Linked DNA regions of Callithrix jacchus: region 1 is linked to region 2. The links are chromatin contacts, called in public Hi-C maps. All regions are on one chromosome and are shown on one strand. The core of a region is the stretch at or near the end of the contact, and the rest is flanking DNA. Distances in the headings are between cores, read along the strand shown. Region 1 overlaps KIAA1671 (KIAA1671 ortholog). Region 2 overlaps KIAA1671 (KIAA1671 ortholog).

The links. A called contact is a pair of places that touch in the nucleus more often than the background predicts.
Region 1: a contact with region 2 is called in a Hi-C map of skeletal muscle, with 7 times the contacts expected there. The contact joins two enhancer-like sites. A contact is called at or near these places in 3 of 3 Hi-C or Micro-C datasets (induced pluripotent stem cells and skeletal muscle).

Annotation. Positions count from the first base shown.
Region 1 is chr1:196,115,742-196,118,681 of calJac240_pri, reverse strand. KIAA1671 (KIAA1671 ortholog) reads right to left here. Exons shown (of 13, transcript XM_078336626.1): 7 at 689-807. Among named protein-coding and RNA genes, the nearest start is that of CRYBB3, 28 kb to the left of the region's middle. Within about 2 kb of position 1,586, at least 3 of the 16 cell types and tissues checked have an H3K27ac peak or open chromatin away from gene starts, as enhancers often do. A contact at or near this core is called in skeletal muscle, where this site is marked.
Region 2 is chr1:196,026,173-196,028,948 of calJac240_pri, reverse strand. All of the region lies in intron 6 of KIAA1671 (KIAA1671 ortholog), which reads right to left. Among named protein-coding and RNA genes, the nearest start is that of CRYBB3, 120 kb to the left of the region's middle. Within about 2 kb of position 1,293, at least 1 of the 16 cell types and tissues checked has an H3K27ac peak or open chromatin away from gene starts, as enhancers often do. A contact at or near this core is called in skeletal muscle, where this site is marked.

The DNA.
Region 1 (2,940 bases), core at 337-2,836, 89 kb before region 2:
AGCTAATTTTTTTTTTTTTTTTTTTTTTTTTTTGTATTTTTAGTAGAGACAGGGTTTTGCCATATTGGCCAGGCTGGTCTCAAACTCCTGGCCTCAAGTGATCTGCCGGCTGGGGTTCTTAAAATGCTGGGACTACAGGCATGACCACTGCACCTGACCCATAATCTTTTTTTCTTTTTGGGGGGGGGCGGGGAGACAGAGTCTCGCTCTGTCGCCCAGGCTGGAGTGCAGTGGCACAATCTTGGCTCACTGCAACCTCTGCCTCCCAGGTTCAGGCAATTCTCCTGCTTCAGCCAACCAAGTAGCTAGGATTACAGGTACATGCCGCCATGCCCTGCTAATTTTTTCTATTTTAGTAGAGACGGGGTTTCACTGTGTTGCCCAGGCTGGTCTTGAACTCCTGAGCTCAGGCAATCCACCTGCCTCGGCCTCCCAAAGTGCTGGGATTATAGGCGTGAGCCACCACCCATCATCTTATTAACTTTTTGTACTTCCTAAATAGCCTGGCCCATCATCTTTATCATTATATTTTTGTTCTTCCTAAATTTCTTTTTTAAAACAAGAATGGTTTCCTCTGATAATTATAGATCTGCGGCTCTAGCAACATAGAAATCAGGAGGCCGGTGGGCTGCAGCAACTCCAGCCCAGACGCCCCCTTGCAGCCAGCATCCCGCCGCACGTGTCATACCTCTCCCCACTCTGGTGCTGCTCTGTCCACGTCCCATACTGGCTGTCAGCTTCGTGCACAAGGGTATCAGTGTCCTTGGCTTCAGTGGGCCTCCGGGAGAAACACTGCTTCAGCTGGTCCTGCAAAGACAAGCCAGAGATGAGATTTCTACCAGGAAAAGTGCCCAGAACCCCCGTCCCAGCTGACCACAAATCATGATGCATGGCCCCCAGCTCAAACTCATCCCAGCTCCCAGCTCCCTGTTGCCCTCTTAGGTGGAGCCAGACATCTTGGCTGGGCACTAGGGTGATGAATTGTCCTGGTTTGTCCAAGATATCACAGGATGTGGGACTTTCAGGGCTAAAAGTGGGCACACTGGGATGAAGTGGTCACCCTATCTGGCATGGAGAGCCAGGGCACCTCCTGGCCCCTCCTCAATGGCCCTGTCTCCTCTGCACAGGACAGGCTAGCCACACTTCTCTCCACCTTCAGCGTTACCCAACTCATGGCTCTGGCTAGGGTACCTCCATGCCCCCACCTGGCCAGGTTCCTACCACCACGGTGTTTCCCACCCGCATCCCCAGACACAGCATCCGTGGGGCACCAAACTTGGGACAGGCATTGGGCTGATCTCTGGACATGAGATCATCTGGCTGAACTACAGTCCCTCGACAATCCCATGGGGTGGATCTTAGTATGATCCCCATTTTTAGAAGCATGAAATCACATGCCACAAATCAAATCACCAGTCAACAGCTGGTGAAGTGGAATTCAACCCCTAGGTCCAAACCACTGCGCTTCAGGCCATATCAATCCTTCGGGCTGTTTCTGCCTGGTCTGTTGCTGGTCTCAGGCCTCAGCCTGGGTCCTTGGAGAAGGAAGGCAGGGCAGGTCTCGGCCCTTGGCCTGAGTCCTCAGAGCGAGCAGGCAGAATGCAAGAGTGCTGATTGGCACAGAACTGACCACAGGGCCAAGCCAAGTGCCTGGCACACAGTGGACAGGTCATCAATCCCCATTAAACGACCTTCATTTGTCTGCTTCCCAAATTAATAGGCCATTCCCTGTGATGTGGCCACCAAAGTGGCTGCCATTAGGCTTGTGCTTTGTTGAGTGGGGAGAAGCTGGAGCATTCAGGACAAAAGCGAAGTCCGATTCTTGGACTGGCTGTGGGCACACTGATGATTGAGATGGCCTTGGTTGCCTGAGCTTTGAATGATGCGCTCAGTCACCGACTTTTGTTTTGTTTTGAGACAGGGTCTTTACTCTGTGCAGTGGCGCAATCACAGCTCACTGCAGCCTCAGCCTCCAGAGCTCAAGTGATCCTCCTGCCTGAGACTCCCAAGTAGTTGGGAGCAAAAGTGTACACTACCACGCCCAGCTATTTAAAAAACATTTTTTTTTAGAGATGGGGTCTTGCCACGTTGCCCAAGCTGGTCTTAAACTCCTGGGCTCCCTCCTGCCTCAGCCTCTCAAAGTGTTGCAGTTACTGGTGTAAGCCGCCATGCCTGGCCTTAGTTGCTGTCTTTTGGTGAGGAATTTGGAGATAGGGGTTAGGACGTGCGACTGGCCCAGAAAGACAAACAGGGCTCATCTTTACCCCTTCTGTTCTGTTCCATGGGAGAGCAGGAGGTACATCCTCCCAGAATATGCTTCCGATCATCTCCTGCTCAAAAACCTTCCAGGGATCCCTACTGTCCTCCGGCAGAAATCCAAGGCCCCTTGCAAGCAAGCCCCCACATTTCCTGTCTGATCCCATCCCCAACCCTTGCTCCAAATAAACTCTCTGTCCCACTCTCTGGCTCACCTCACACCGTATCCCACGCAAGTCTTACACACTCCTGGCCTCTGCGGCTTTGTTTGTGCCTTCCCACCTTCCTATCCATCCTTCTCACCCAAAGATATTGCAACTTGCGGTGACATCCCCTCCCTAAGCTTTTGTTTTGTTTTTGAGATGGAGTCCCGCTGTCTCCCAGGCTGGAGTGCAGTGGCGCAATCTCGGCTCACTGCAACCTCCACCTCCCGAGTTCAAGCATTTTTCTTGCCTCAGCCTCCTGAGTAGCTGGGATTACAGGCACACACCACCATGCCTAGCTGATTTGTTTGCGTTTTTAGTGGAGACAGGGTTTTGCCACATTGGCCAGGCTGGTCTCGAACTCCTGACCTCAGGTGATCCACCCACTTCACCCTTCCAAAGTGCTGGGATTACAGGCATGAGCCACCACTGTATACCCTGGATGACTAATCAAGTGTACCAGGCAGAATGTGACACATAA
Region 2 (2,776 bases), core at 44-2,543:
CATTATACCTACAGGGAAACTAAGGCCCAGTTAGGGCCAACAGTTGCTCAGGGTCACAGAGCACTTGCATCCTGGAATCCTGGCTCGCAGAAGTATTCTGCCCACAGGCCCAGCGCTCCCAAGCTTCTGCCTTGCACTGATGGTTCCTTTCAGCAGTCTAGATTGGCATGCCCCTTCTGACTGCTCTAAGCCCTGGAATGTCTGATACCCAGCAATGACTGCTTTGAAACAGCTAGGGCCGGGGCCTCCAAGACCTCCATCTGAGAGTGGGGTTCACTTTAGCCTCTCAGGACTGAGGACCATCAAGAACCAGGAAGTGGAAGTCTAGGCTTGGGGACCCATTGTTACCAGATGGCTCTCTTCATTTTTGTAAAAAAGCAATCTATTTTACATATGGCAAGGACTCTGTGGACTAAAAGGCAGGGCAGTGGTCCTGCTTGGAGGAGCAGTGACAGGCACACAAAGAGTCTGAAATTGGCCAGGTGTGATGGTTCATCCCCGTAACCGCCCCCTCTTTGGGAACCCAAGGTGGGAGGATCCCTTGAGCCCAGGTGTTCGAGGCTTTACTGAGCTAGGATTATACCCCAGCAGCACAACCTGGGTGAGAGAGCCAGACCCTGTCCCTAAAAAATATAAATAAATAAAAAGCCAAGAGTCTGAAACTGTCACAGTGAGGGAGGTGCCAAGGGGAGCTGGCCCAGGCCCAGCTGAATTCTCAAGCTCTCCAGTGGATATGAGCAGGGCCTTCTGCTCCAAAGGTTCTGGGTGCCCCTTCCTAGAGCTCAGAAATGGTGAGGATTTTCCAAGGGGCTGAAGGATTTCACCACAGAGCTTGGTGTTTTAATCCTTTAAATTTTTCCTCTCACCAATACGGGCAGGGCATGAGTGACCCTTCCCATTCTACAGATGGGGAAGGAGAGGTATGGGAGGAGGAGGAGAATGAATACCAACACCAGATGTCTAGTCAACACTTCAAACTCAACCAACAAGTGCAAACTCGGGTCCTGATCTGTCCCCAAGACCCTCTACCCTGCAATTTTCCTAATGAAAGCTGAGGCCAGCGCCAGGTTTTAGCAGATGGCAAACTCTCAATGTTATCCATGACTCACGTCTTTCCCATCCCACGTCCAATCCATGAGCACACCCTGGAGCTCAACCTTCCCACTACACCCATAACCTGCCCACTTCTCCCCTCCTCCTGCCCCTGGTCTGAGTGGCCGTCATCTCCCACCTGAGCAACTGCAGTGGGTCCTTACTGGCCCCCCTACTTGAGTCTGTTCCCCACCTGACAGCCAGAGGGACCCGCTCAAAGGCCCAGTTGGGCTGTGTCAGTCCTATGCAAAGGGACACATCCCCATGGCTCTGATGCCCTCCAGCACAAGGCACAGTCCTTAGAGTGACTACAAGGCCCGTCATGCTCAGGCTGTGTCACTTCCCTGCCCTCCCTGCTCACTCTCTCCTCTCACCCCGCCTGCTGCGGCCACCCTGGCATCCCTCCTGTCTGCAAATGTGCCTTTGCATGCTTGGGCCTTAAAGCTTTTGCACTGACTATTCCTGTTCCCCACCAAGCTCCCCTGGCCTAGTCTCTCCCTGCTTCCAAAGTCTCTGTTCAAATGTCACCTTCTTAGAGAGGGCGAGGCCCCACAAACCCAAGCCCTCCAAAAGCTTCTTACCTGGTTCCTTCTCCCTCTCCCCAGCACATCCCACCTCCTGACATGCTATACAATGTCCTTACATATCATGCCCATTGCTGATTGCCTGAACACCCCACTAGAATGTTAGTCCCTGGCTGGGCGCAGTGGCTCACACCTGTAATCCCAGCACTTTGGAAAGCCAAGGTGGGCAGACTACCTGAGGTTGTGAGTTTGAGACTAGCCTGGCCAACATGGTGAAACCCCATCTCTACTAAAAATTAGCCAGGTGTGTTGGTGGGTGCCTATAATCCCAGCTACTCAGGAGGCTGAGGTAGGAGAATCGTTTGAACCCAGGAGGTGGAGGTTGCAGTGAGTTGACATTGCACCACTGCACTCCAGCCTGGGCAACAGAGTGAAACTCCATCTCAGGAAGAAAAAAAGAGTGTTAGTCCCTGGGGCAGGGATAATGACTGTCTCATGCACTGATGTACCCCAAACCCTGAGAACACAGCCCAGTGCATGTGACTGAACTGAACCAAGGACCCATCGGGTATCTAGCACCAGCATCGGCTGCCACCACTTATTCAGCACCTACTGTATGCCCGGCTTTGTTTGCATCACCTCGCTGAGTCCTCAGGCCATCCCACGAGGAAGTTGCTATCATTATTTCCACTCCACAGATGGCAAAACTGAGTTTCTGGGAGGGCTAAGAGATTTGCTCGAGGCCTCATGCACTATTAGTAAGTGGCCCAGTATGGATCAGAAGCAGGAGAGACTGACTCCAAGCCCATTCTCCCCTCCACGACTGGGCCTAAAAAGGCAGCCACGGCTCCAGTCCGATGAAATGCTCTCATGATGAAACTGTCCCGTGGCCCAAACCTCAGGCCCAACTCAGACAGCACAGAAATAGTCAGTTCTTCTATTTCAGCCACAGACACTGCCAAGACAGAGCCAAACCAGACCCTTGGCACAAACTGAAGCCACCAAGATCTGAGATCCAGAAGCTGATCATGAAGATGACAATGGCAACAGCAATTGCTTATGGCATGTGTGTGGAACGCCAGACACCATGATAAGGCTCACGAACATGTGTCCCCACGATAGCCTTCTACATGTCAGGTCAGCAGGGTAGCCCATCAGCC